2 separate regions of the Zea mays genome follow, and region 2 is linked to region 1. Evidence: chromatin contacts called from public Hi-C data. All regions are on one chromosome and are shown on one strand. The core of a region is the stretch at or near the end of the contact, and the rest is flanking DNA. Distances in the headings are between cores, read along the strand shown.

Region 1 (6,994 bases), core at 3,288-5,787:
CCCCCCCGCAGGAAGGCCTTGGACCTCCCTTTTATAGATGCAAGGAGAGGGTCCAGATGTACAATGGGGTTGTAGCTATGCGCTAACGTGTCTGGCAGAGAAGTGCCTGAGCCCTGTGTACAAGCCAACGTGGCTGTCGGAGAAGTGCTTGAGCCCTGTGTACGAGATAACGTGGCCGTCGGAGAAGTGCCTGAGCCCTGTAGAAGCACAGCTGGCGGTGTGGCTGGGATCCTGCTGACGTCTCCTTGCTTCCGTAGGGGGCTGAGAACCACCGACGTCACGGACGCACGCGGGGAACCATCATTACCTGTTACTGGGGTGAGCCAGATGGGACGTCGGTCATGTTCCCTTGTAGCCTGAGCTAGCTAGGGGTAGGGTAATGATGTATCCCCTGTGGCGCGGTCAGTCCCAGCCCGAGGTCGGGCGAGGTGGAGACTTCTCCTGAGGCCGAGACCGGGGTCGGGCGAGGACGCGATTCCTCCCGAGGCCGAGGCTGAGGCCGAGTCCTGGGGTCGGGCGAGGCGGAGACCTCCTCCCGAGGCCGAGGCCTATGGTCGGGCGAGGCGGAGCTTCCTGTTGCGCCTGAGGCTGAACTCGGCTGTTGTCAGCCTTACCCGGGTGGTTGGCACAGCAGTCGGAGCGGGGCGAGCGGTGCTGTTTTCCTGTCAGATCGGTCAGTGAAGGGGTGAAGTGACTGCGGTCACTTCGACCTTGCCGACTGCGGCGCGCGTGTCAGGATAAGGTGTCAGACGATCTTTGCATTGAATGCGCCTGCGATACGGTCGGTTGGTGAGGCGATTTGGCCAAGGTTGCTTCTCGACGAAGCCTGCCCGAGCTAGGCTTCGGGCGAGCTGAGGGTGCGCCCACTGCCTGAGGAGGCCCTCGGGCGAGGTGTGAATTCGTCTGGGACTACGGTTCCTGCCCGAGGCTGGGCTTGGGCGAGATCGCGTCCCTTGGGTAGACGAAGCCTTGACTTAAACCGCGCCCATCAGTTTTTATGGTTTGTTCTGAGGGTGTTTACCAGCTGTGTTTAGGAGTGTTGGGGGTACCCCTAATTACGGTACCCGACAACTATTGACTTATAGAAAAATCTATGAGGACTGAACAACCTTTTCCCTTTTAAGTCGGTTCCCCTTTCTGTGATTTAGCCGAAGCTTCCTTTCGTACAGCTTCGGAGCGACAGCAACCTTCGTCACGATTAAGCTTCTCATCGTGTGTGCTTTTAACATGAATCCGAAGATACCTGTCCATAAATCATACTTGGAAGACATTGTTAAATTATGTTTTTGAGGACCTTCGGAGGACGAAGGCCCCCAACACCACCCATCTCTCTAGCTTATATCTAGCATTTAGTTTTCATGCTTTCTTTTTCTCTAGACTACTATTGAGATCCATAGATGTTTTAGTAGACTATCTTTCATCTCTGTATTTTGAGATTCAAAAAGGGTAGAACTTACCATTGTAGTTCATGGTGAACTAAAATTCTTTCTTGTGCTCCTTTGAATTGTTGAAGTTCTTGCTTTGGTTTTTCCTTCCCGATCTAGTCTATTTTGATATTTTATTGGATCTTTTGAATCTAAGTTCTTGGAGACATTTAGGATGGATAGAAATGTGTAAGGACCTCTAAGGATCATTGCCACCAATTGGTTTGGGATGATTCACCTCGTGAACGAAAATCTAACCCTTTGACCAATTTTGAGAAAACCATGGTTTGAATTCGTATTTTTCGACTTGAGGTTGAAGTTCAAATCTTTTGGAGCTCATATTTTGTGAACAACTTTGAAAATTACTTGTTAAGATGTGTGCATAAGTTCAGCTCAATCATTATTTGTTTGGATCGATTTTGCCTTTTGGAATTTTGATTTGGGCTACTAGTGTTGAGGATTTTTTTACAGTGAATTTGTGGGGTAGATCATGAGATCAAGAACTGAAGGTTAAGGCATAGAAGACTCAAAGATTTATACAGTTTTAGGCTCTTGGCGCGAGATAATACCCTATGTGATATTTGTGGCAGTGTCTATTTCCTATGCAAAATGATGTGATGATCTGTCCTCTTGGGATTGCCCAGCCCTCCTTTTATAATCCAAGGAGGGGCGGTGGTTACTAGGAAGGTATATAGGACGATACTAGATAAGGATAATAAGCCTAGTCGAGTCTATGCCTAAGTATCGAGATGCTTATCTCTATCTTTACATGTATATTATCTTTATCATCTGGGTTCTATCATATTTACGTGGATATCAATCTTGTCTTCAAATCTGATGGGATCTTTACCATTCTTATCTCCATGGAGCTTCCTTATAGGTAGAATATCTCAGTGACATGTGGGTCAAGTCCTTAGGCATCACGGTTGAGGCATCGAGCCCATGGACCCACTTGTCATGGTCTTGTTCGCTAAGTTGGTCTTAGATACTCCTCATAATATCTCCCAAGTCTTATTTGACTGAGTTATTGGTTCCGGCAAATTAGACTCTTGCCCCAAATCTTTCTTGATAAGACTTATCTTTGTTGTACTCAAGTCGTTCTATATCCAGGTTGAGTCCTTAACTCTTGCTGCCCTCGAGTCTATAGACTCGACATTTGACTCTTCAAGACTCGATCATCCCTCCAGACTGGTGCTTTGGATTTTAAAAGTTTGTGTCGCTTTAACTTCTTTTATTTGCTTATTTGAGAGAAGGCTCTACAGGGCAATACACATAGAAACATGAGAAAATCTCTTCAATGCCATCCAAACTTATACTAATCCCTTCAATGCCATCAGATTTTATAGCTTCCCTTCAATGCCATCAAATTTAAATTCTAATCCCTTAAATGCCATTGCCGTTAGTTTCAAGTTAACGCTGTTAGTTCTATTTAAAGCAAATCTCTCCAATGCCATCAAAATCTATATCAATCCTTTCAATGCCACTAGAAATTGGTTTGATCTATTTGGATTTTAAATATTCTAGAATAAAAAAAATATGGACCAATTCCACACTTTTTAAAAACTTTAGTACATTTTTTTGTAAACACCAAAAATTACTCCGCTATATCTGTTCGGTCTATTTGATTCCTAATATTTTTTTCAAACTAACAACAAACACTAATGATAACAGATGGAGATAAATTTTAAAATCAATGTGATATATTTGCATTTCAAAACTTTTAGGTTCAAAAAATTTTCTATTTTGAAAATTTTAAAACCAAATAGATCGAACCAATTTCTAGTGGCATTGAAGGGATCCGTATAGATTTTGATGGCATTGGAGGGATTTGCTTTAAATATAACTAACGGCGTTAACTTGAAACTAACGGCAATGGCATTTAAGGGATTAGAATTTAAATTTGATGGCATTGAAGGGAAGCTATTAAATCTGATGGCATTGAAGAGATTGGTATAAGTTTGGATGGCATTGAAGGAATTTTCTCTAGAAACATACCATTGGGGCAAGGAGCAACATTGTATTGACTACGAGTTTGACTTACATCCAAAATCCTACCATAGGGAAGAAAGGAGAGGGGGAGTGACAACACGAGAATTGTTTGGAAAGACAGGGGAAGATGGCATACGTTAAGGGTGTGTTTTGTTTAGCTTTCTAAACCATATTCGCTGCCAAAAATCTAAAATCCCAACCAAACGAGTAAAACATCGTAATAGATTCCTAAAAATCTATATATTCCTCTAGTTCAATTCAAAATCACCTCCTACTCCATATTTTTTGTATTCCTATTATCTATGTTATCAATCTATCATGCTCTAACAGAATCTATAGTTGCTATTTATTTTAACCAAACATATTTTAGTTTCTTCATAACCATGAACTCGCAACAACTTTCTTACAACTCAAAGCTAGAATCAGATTTTCAGAAATCTACAGCTAAACCAAAAAGACCCTAAGTGGAAGATGGTAGGGGCAAAATAGACTTTTTGTGTGCCTACACATCTAGGATATGGTAGGTTTTCACATTGGTGCGCCATATTAGGCTAGTTCCAACCTTTTTAGGCTATCTACCACCACATCAGCTACCTACCTCTCGTGCACCCAGTTTTAGCAAAAATGATAAAAATGTAAATTAGTTACGAAGTATGTTTGATTCCATGAGACTAAACTTCAGTCTTTTTTAGTCCCTAAATTATTAAAATAGAACTAACAGAGAGGAGGAAATCTGATTTATTCCCTTTTAGTTCTCATATTTAATAATTTAGAGACTCGGTAGTGACTAAATTATAGTCACATGTAACCAAACACTAAATTATACTGTTTAGCACACGTAGAGATAGCCTATGGAACTAAATAGTTAAGGCCATGTTTGAGACTACTTCAGCTTCACAAAATTTGGTGTGAATATGATGAAGCATATCATTATAAGCTTCAAAAAATCATAAAGTTAAAATTAACATTTAGATAAATCATTTTGTTTCTTATCTAGATTAAAAATATTAATAAAAATATTTAAATTTATATTATACACCGCACCTTCACGATAAGTCGATAAAGCCATAAACACACCCCCTAAATATCTCGACAAATCCTCTCTTGGACAAGCCGAACCTTCGCTCGGGTGGTGCCTCGGGTTCAGCCAACCTCGCACATGGCGCGCTGCTCCGTCGCGAAACCGCTCTGCGCCACCACCGCGACTCCCCGCCTTACCCGTCGCTGCCGGCAGCTCTCCGCGAACGCCACCACCCCGGCCATGGCCACCAGTAAAGCACGGTTGCCGGCCCTAAACAAACCGGCCAAACCGCCGCCGCCTCTCCTCTCGCGTCCGAAGCTCCCCGTCCCCACCAACACCGCGACTGACACCACTAGCGGCAAGGATTGCACCAAGAAACCACCGCCGGAAGCTACGGACTCACATCCGCCCTCGTCCGGCGCCGGCGACGTGCTCCGCCTGATGGACGCGCTGGGCATCCCGCCCGACGAGGACATCTACATATCCCTTCTCAGGGAGTGCGCCGACGCAGCAGAGGTGGCCTCCGTGCACGCGCACATAACCGCCCGTCGCGCCTCCGATGGACTCCCGTCGCCGGTCGCCAACCGTCTCCTGCTTTCTTACGCCGCGTGTGGGGACATCGAAGCTGCCCGCCGGGTATTCGACGGAATGCCCACCACTAACGGCATGGCGTGGGCGACCATGGTGTCCGCCTACTCGGATGGCTGCCTCCACCATGAAGCGATGCGTCTGTTCGCCCACATGTGCCATGGAACGCCGGTCCTGGACGGCGATTGCTACTCCCATGCCATCGTGGCCGTGCTGCGGTCATGTACCCGTGCAGGCGAGCTACGTCTCGGTGAGCAGGTACACGCTCTCGTCGTCAAGAAAGGCAGGATCCACGGTGACATTGGCAGCTCGCTAGTGCAGCTGTACTGCGATGGAGGCGGTTTTCACAGAAGCGCGCGGCGAGTTCTCGCGACGACGATGCAGCACCACTGTCAGGAACCAGTCCCTGAGGCGGCCTGGACGAGCCTGATCACATCCTGCCACCGTGAAAGCCTACTGAGCGAGGCTGTGGATGTCTTCAGGGACATGGCGTCCTCGGGCGTTCCAAGGAGCAGCTTCTCCCTGTCGAGCATCCTCGCGGTGTTCGCAGAGTCACAGGACCCAGGGTGCTGCTGCGGGCAGCAGGTGCACGCCGACGCCATCAAGCGCGGCGTGGACACGAACCAGTTCGTTGGCTCCGGGCTCATACACATGTACGCGAAGCAAGGGCAGCTGGCGGACGCCACCAGGGCGTTTGAGACGATCGGTGGCAAGCCTGACGCCGCGTGCTGGAGTGCCCTGGCCATGGCCTATGCTCGCGGCGGACGGTACAGAGAGGCCACCAGAATCATGTATCAGATGAAAGCTGCCGGGATGAATCCTTCTAAGGAGATGGCCGATGCGGTTAGGTTGGCTTGTTTCAGATGATAATCCTGAACTACTAGTAGTCTGGTAGTTGTTGCCGCCAAAGAGTGAGTTACTTTGATTGTACAATTGTGTTAAGCAGACGCCAGTGCACTGGTGTCTGGTTCCAAATGATAAGGTACTTTTTTTCATTTAGGAGGCCGCCCTATAGTCATATGCTGTACTACTCATTAACTACTCTCTTTTTGTAATGCTGGGCGAATATGGTCTAGGGCCTAAAATAAGATGAGTATACCATTTCAGCAACAAGGAAATTAAGTCATCATACAGTTAACCACTTGGATCTCAGTGCAACCTCGCAGGTTATATAAGTGAACCTTTACAACAATCAGTACACAAACCACGTTCAACCGACACCCATGACCCACCTCATCGGCAAAAGGAATTCAGCAAATCTACGACAAGTTGCTTACACCGCGTATTTCCACTTACACCTTGAATTGATCTGTCAGCTTGGCTCATCTTTAACCCACCCAAAGAAGAAAAAAACATAAACTTGCCCCCAAGATGAGCGAACAATGAAACGTCGCCGACATGTGACGTTTCTATGTACAACACTACACCTTAATCTATGATCAGCTCAACAGCGCTATCGCCCATTTACACCATGAATATACACCTCAACATGTCATTGTTCTCTTGCATCAGGAATCGCAGGGACCTCATCAGGATGATCAGATAGCTCTACGTTGAGGAAGCTTGAGAGGTCGTATGGTTCCGCGGAAGCAGTTCTGTTCGCTTCCATGACTTGGGAGGGCATTGTTTCTGCCTGATCAGGCTCATACATCAAAAACCTTGACATCCCTGGAGCCTTCGAGTTCACAACGGTGACTTCCGCCAGCTCCACTATGTGCTCTCCGGTTGGCACCATAGTGCTGGGGCTGTATTTTGTTGGTTCATCCTCCCCCTCGTTACTGTACAGCACATACTCATGATATGTAGGTGCAAACTGCAATGTGGGAGAAAACAGTTAGCTGATCCCTAGAAATTGGGATACAGGGAGATCACGCATATGCTTCGCATCTGATACCAGGTCGAGCTGTGAAGGGAATGATTTGCTAATTTACCTGGTGTACAGTGTCATGATAGAAGTCATTGAATTTCATCG
Region 2 (6,994 bases), core at 1,937-4,436, 260 kb before region 1:
CATATCGAAGTTTTTTGCATGAAACCTTGTTTCTTGCTTGATTTTGCACGATTTCAGAATTTTTTTTTGTTGTCTTTGTGAAGATGTCTGATGTTGAAGAACTCATCTTTAATTTGTGACTTCTGCTGGTTCTAAAGAGGACTTGGCGGACCTTGAAGTATTCGAGTTGGAGTTGGTGGAAAATGAAGCTAAATCGCTTAGGTTTGGTATGTCTTCGATGGATGAAGCTGCTCTTGCCCCGTTTATTCAAACGAGGTCATTAGTATTAGACCAAGTTTATTTGCCTGAGAGCAAGGTGGTTTAGACTTTAGAAATATGAGGTATATGAGTGTGTGGTGTTCAAGGAATTCTTCACTGCCAGGCTTTGCTTCCCTATGCAGAATATAGTAGTTTGTTGATACTTTATGCATCAGTCATGTAAACCTGTAAGCGGAAGCTTATGAGTTCTGACATCATTCTGAATCTACAATGGCACCCTGAAAACATGAAACGTCAGAAAAGCGACCTCATACTTGAATTTACTGTGCTAAAAGGCACCATCAGAAAGGGTGAAAGTGAATTCCACTAACTGCACATGAGTTACAGCAAAGAACAATCTTGTGTCTGTTTACAAGGAATTCAGGCATCATCAGAATGCTAAGCATTGGGATTGAGGTAAATTTTTTCGAAACAATGGACATTTGGGCGATGTATTTATTCCTTCTGGGTGAGCATTGTACAAATCCGAAATCCCTCTTCAGCCAAGCATCAGTACATCTGGAACTTCTCCTTAGTCTTTTCGAAGACCTGCTCGGCGATCAGTGCGCCATTGCCGTCGGCCTTCTTGATCTCCATGTTGGCCTTCTGGTAGAACCCAGTGCCTCTCAGAGCATCTGCAATGAAGTCGTCAAACCCAATGGCGATGGCAGCCTCCGCCTTGGCCCCATAAACCAGCCTCTGCATTGCAGGACATGTAGGAATGTTAGACAACGCAGTAATGTCTAGCTGTGCCTATATCTGTTTAGGCAATCAAAACAGTAAATTATGAACCTTGATTCGGGAGAGATGAACTGCACCAAAGCACATTGGGCATGGCTCGCAGGACGCGTAAATTTCGCAGTCAGAGAGCTCGATTTTCCCGAGCTTTTTGCAAGCCTAAAATATGGGCATACAGAGACCATCAAGCACATATCAAATAATGAAATTAACTGCTAGACAGATTGCAAAAAGAGATTAAAGTAATGATAATTTTACTAAGTAAGACTGCTAATGGTAGCCTTCAGGTAATTTACCTCTCTAATTGCAGTTACTTCAGCATGCGCAGTAGGGTCAGTGTGCTTCAGAACCATGTTATGGCAGCTAACAACCACTTCATCATTACGGACGACAACTGCTCCAAATGGACCTCCATCGCCGCAATCGACTCCTCGGTATGCTTCTTCCACTGCTTTTGTCAAGAATTTGTGATCCCTGTCTTGTACAGCTGCAAAATTCACCAAAATGCAGGTCTTAGATCAGTTTTCTTGCTGTCGTTACATAAGAGCAAGTTTTACCAAAGGCGAGAAACTGTGACCTTAGAGATCATAGGTCCAGGCCATGTCCAGTGTTGACCTTATCTCAGTAAGTAAAGCTGTGCAACTACGAGGGAACTACAAAAAAAAATACCATGGCAATGTTCTCACCTTCCTGATGAGCAACAAATGCAGAAGCAACTGAGATGGTTCCATCCTTTGACTCCACAACTGCAGTACAAAAGCACATACGTTGAGATTGAGGTCATGGTTTATCAGAAGAAACCGTGCTGCTAATATCGATTATATACAGCTAATCAGCGATTAAATTTCATCAGATTACTTTGTCCTAAACTTGTACCGAACCACAAAGAGATCAGGTTGGCAGACAAGAAAAGATGCAGCTGCGAAAAATATTGTAGGTTCCTTTTGAAGCAAAGGCATAAATTTCAATGACATCAATTATGACTTGTACATTCAAATGAAACAAATAGTTTGGCTCAATTTCAAGACAACGGATCTTCAGTTAAGTATTTCAGACATCAATTCATTCATGGCAAACACTCAAATCACTTCCCCACTTCTAGGCTGCAACCTCGTTTCCATTATCTTTTTTTTTAAAAAAAATCCCCGCTTGTAAAGAGTAATTTTTCTGTCAGATACCAGAATGTCCTAGAATTTTACTTGTGGAACCAAAACCGAATTCTGGTTTCATTAGGTACTGTTTCTTGTCATTTGATGCCTACATATCTGAGTAATTTTTCTGTCAGATACCAGAATGTCCTAGAATTTTACTTGTGGAACCAAAACCGAATTCTGGTTTCATTAGGTACTGTTTCTTGTCATTTGATGCCTACATATCTATTTGGCATGTGCCCTGTTGGCGCGGAATGAGCAGGAAAGACACAGACAAGAATAATAGTAGCATGGTCACATGGATCCAGCCCTATGGTCTGTCTACTTGCTGTATAGTTTAGAGAAAGAAAAATCGTTCCACGATGTCATGCTTATATGATGTCTTTTCAGTAGAGCAACAAGCAGACTGGTGGACCTTACAGCATCGACGCTCAGCTCATGCGTGTGCATCCAGATAAAAACTAAAGTTTGTGATGCACAATCTGATTGGAATCTGACGGAAAAAGGGGGGCCAAGGTGACCCAGTAGGCAAGCAGGCAACAGAGTTACAACAACACTGTCCAATGCCCATATACTCCACGGGATATGGAGCACCGCCGGAATCGCTCCGTATCCCCACCCCCACCCTAGCGGTTCAGGCTCACCCGACGAGATTCGCAGAAGCAAAAGCAAAAGCAAAAGCAAAAGCAACAAGCTGAGTAATCAACTAGTGTGCATTTTCGTACGCGAGGCATATGGTATAATAACATGATAAAATCGGGCTTAGAATTCGATTGTACGCCGTGAACGTTAAAGTAGTAACCGGCGGGATCCACGCCCAGCAGAGCCAACGCGAGGGGAGATGAAACGGCATGCCCGGACCGCCGGATGAGGCCCCATTGGGACCAGCGCACCAGAATCCGCTCGCTCAATCACCCCCCCCCCCCCCCCCCCCGCCGCATCCTGGTCCCTCGAAACAGAACCGAGAACGGACCTGGAATTGGAGCCAGGGAGAGAGGCACAGGAGCACGATCACGATAAGAGAGAGAGAGACACGTACCTTGCGCCTCATCCATGGTTGGGGCTCGGAGAGGAGAGAGAGAAGAGGGCTCCAGCAACTTTTGAGCGACAGAGAAAAGGAAGCAGAGGGGCGTCTCGTGCTCTCCCGCCGATCGGGTCGGATGGGTGTCGTCGTCGGTTCTAAATAAGGAGGCGGGCGAGGCCGCTGGCCGTGTGGGTCGACTGCGACCCGTCTGGAGCCACTCAGGGTGACTGCCAAGTGGGTCCACAACAGCACCCTATCCGCGGCTGATTGGGACTTGGGAGGCGGGAGAGTCACCGACGCACCGCGGCCGTGAACTCCACGGACCTGGTTCACCGCTGGGAGACGGGTCTCCGCCCCGCCCCGCCGCTCTCACGGCCCTGGTCTGTGGCTACTGGCTGGTGTACCATGAGATGGGTGGACATGGTGCACCTCCCGCAGCGCAACGGAACAAGTGTGACCTGTTTTGGCAGGCTCTACGCCTTTCGGATGGAGTTGGGAATTGGGATAGTCTGCCCGGGGACGAACTCTTTGCCGTATGGGCTAAGTACTCCGGCGGCCGGTCGCCTGCGCCGACCACCGCCCGAGCACGCATTCACATGCTCTCCAGCAACGTTTTTTATATTTATCCTCTATATTTATCTTTTACAGTCTATTTTAAAAGATTATATCTTTTGTATATCATTTCTCTCAAATAACGTCCTCTAAATCACGTCTTTTATACGCAAAATACATATATTATAGACATTTTTAAATTTTTAATTTTTTTACATACATACTCTCAAATGTGTTGTACATATTTTAGTTTTGTTAAATCGGTTGTTTAAAATATTCAAATGGATAGAGTAACGTTTAGAGAAAATCTATATAGAGGATCTAACCACGTTCTCTAAATTTATAGGATCGTTTAGATGATGATGCTGGATTGATTAGAGGACGATCTGATCCTCTAAATTTAGGATACAAAACCCTTTAGGGCCTGTTCGGTTAGCTCTCAATCCATGTGGATTGAGTGGGATTGGATGGGTTTGAATCCCAAATAAGTCAAACTTCTTCTCAATTTTTTCCAATCCCATCCAATCCATGTGTATTGGGAATAACCGAACAAGCCCTTAGAGTTTCTTGTTGGAGCTAATCTCATTCTCTCTCCTCTAATCGGTCGCAATGGGGACGTGCGCCACCCCAGCCTCGCTGGACCTTGCACATTTTCCTCGTTGAATGCTTGCTTGCTTTGGCGTCGGCGTCCTTGGTCCCTCAATATTTTCCTTGCGTGTAGGCAAAGCGAAAGGCTAGTTGAAGTCCTCACCGATTCCTTAATATGCATCAGCATCGCCTACTAGATAGAATACAAGGGAGCACTTCTGTAGCAGAGATTACGTAAACTTTGTCTCTTATATTAATTAATTCTATTTAGCAGAGATCTCGTAAAGTGCTACTGATCGTGTCTCACGTTGAGACCGATGCAAAGTTTCTGACATATGGGTTATGTGTCTAATGATCTAGTTAATTAGCAGACAGGTCGAAACGCTATTAGCATGCATGCATGTGTGAGTACTCTCTCGGTACTAAAACAGTGGACATTCTAGGAATTTTATATACGGCATGCCAATACGATAGCTAAAAGAACTAAAAACCTTTACCGGTAGAAAGAGCTATATATAGAAATATATTAAAAGAAGAGAAAGATATATTAGAAGAAGAGAAATGTATCTACAATGTTATATTAGAAAAGATATATTAAAATAAAAGGGAAGAAGTGCTCATATGTGTGTACCTAGCTCCCTATTACCAGGGCCGTTCCTGACATTTAAGGGGCCCGGGACAAGATTATAAACAGAGGCCCCAACACCATAAAATCGTTTTTTTACTATTATATGTATATATATATATATCAACTAATTATACTTAATGTATCACATAAAGACTTGAGCAGTAAAAAATAGAAGTAAGATTATTACCTCAAATATATTGAAGAGATCAACTTAAAAATGTCTTCTAACATTTCTAGATGAAAAATCATCAATGATGGCTTCAATATTGACATCATCTAATAATTTCTTCTCAATACATAAAGTTGCTAACCCGTTTAACCTTTCTTGAGACATTGTAGACCTTAAATAATTCTTCAATAACTTAAGCTTTGAGAAGCTCCTTTCAGCTGATGCCACAGTTATTGGTATAGTAAATAATATCCGATAAGCAACAAATATATTAGGATAGCAATCCATTCTCCTAACAAACTCAAAAATTTCCATAGCAGACATTGATCTATCTGGCAGTGTCATTTGCAATATTCTTAACTCTGATGTCAGATTATTTTCCTCAAAATCAAATGAATCATCGACAGAGAAAGTTTTTGCCAACATGGTACAATAATCCTTGAGTTTAATGTGATCCAATGATTTCAACGATGCTGAGTTAAGAAGAGGCCCAAATATACCATTGAATACTTGGAGGTCTTCAAATCTATTTTTAATGAACTGCTTGCCATATCAAGCATAACTAAAAAGTAATTTACTTCAAAATCTTTCTCACCTTGTAGATTTGCCTCATTGCTGCAATCATTTTCATCATAATGCTTTTTCCTTAGAGCACGCCGCTTTACTGGAAATGATGCCTCTACACCCATTACAGAAGCAATATCCTTGGCAATCACCATACTAGAAGCAAACCCTTCATTTCTATACTTGTCAAAGTAACTCATTATACCATCTATTTGCTCTAAGGTAGAGTGAAGACACATTGATGATGATTGCAACTTCTTGCTCACAACATTTACAACATATAAAATATCATGCCATATAACCATACCAAGAATGAATTCAAAGGTACCAATCAAGTCATACAAACTCTTTGCATCACTCTTTGCCATGGGCTCAGTATCAGAAGCATGATGTAACTCAAACAAAGCCGCCCTTATATGAGGAGCTTGATATCTAATTGCTGCCACACTTTTGATACGACTTTCCCAACGAGTGTTGCACAATGATTTCACAGTTAAACTTGGCACATGATCAAGTAAAACTTTCCATCTTTTTGTAGAACCTGAAAACAATGTATATATTCTTTGCACAATTCCAAAGAATGAAACAACTTTACTACAAGATTTTGCCATATCACAAAGAGTAAGATTAAGACTGTGACAAGCACATGGCATATAAAAAGCTCTTGGATTCTTATCAAGCAACCGTTTCTGTACTCCTTGATGCTTTCCTTTCATATTAGAACCATTGTCATAACCTTGACCCCTTATGTCATCAATATCAAGACCAAAGGACTCCAATGAATCAATCAAAACATTGAAAAGCCCCAAACCAGAAGTGCTCATATGTGTGTACCTAGCTTCCTATTACTCTCTCGATAATAAAACAGTGTTTTACGGTTGTACACGGCTACCAATAACGTGGTAGCTAAAAGAACTAAATACCCTCGTGAGAAAAAAAAGAGATAAAACGAGTTAGAGATAGAAATATATCACACATTAGAAGAAGAGAAATGTATATTGAAAAACGAGATGAAAAAAAACTCCTTTCATTCCAAATTAAAATTTGTTTTAGTTAATTAATAAGTTCATACTTGATGTATTGTGTTATATATATATGTTTAAATTTATCATCATATATTTAAATATAGACATAAAAATTAAGAGCTAAAATAATTATTATTTTAAGACATAGGGAGTATTATATATCTCTCATCTCTCCAAGGTGACGCATGCACACGTGGTACAATCTTAAGCCTATCATCGCTTGCCCTCCAAGAGATAATGTGGACAAGAGATAAGAACCATGTGCTGGCTCATGTTGACACGCACGTTATCATCCATCGAAGCATCTTTGCCATGTGA

Evidence for each region. A called contact is a pair of places that touch in the nucleus more often than the background predicts.
Region 2: a Hi-C map of ear shows a contact between it and region 1, with 2.6 times the contacts expected there. The contact joins the promoter of LOC100037792 here to the promoter of LOC100192712 in region 1. A contact is called at or near these places in 3 of 25 Hi-C or Micro-C datasets (ear, leaf and tassel).

Annotation. Positions count from the first base shown.
Region 1 is chr7:24,848,194-24,855,187 of Zm-B73-REFERENCE-NAM-5.0, reverse strand. LOC100192712 (Pentatricopeptide repeat-containing protein) reads left to right here and starts at 4,537. Exons shown (of 1, transcript NM_001137914.1): 1 at 4,537-6,103. The coding sequence starts at 4,573. The coding sequence ends at 5,889. LOC100273640 (Protein LAZ1) reads right to left here. Exons shown (of 6, transcript NM_001148056.3): 5 at 6,954-6,994; 6 at 6,143-6,835. The coding sequence ends at 6,515.
Region 2 is chr7:25,109,848-25,116,841 of Zm-B73-REFERENCE-NAM-5.0, reverse strand. It overlaps LOC100037792 (cytidine deaminase 1), which reads right to left and starts at 3,186. Exons shown (of 5, transcript NM_001112493.1): 1 at 3,166-3,186; 2 at 1,662-1,721; 3 at 1,272-1,462; 4 at 1,030-1,134; 5 at 748-936. The coding sequence starts at 3,181. The coding sequence ends at 748.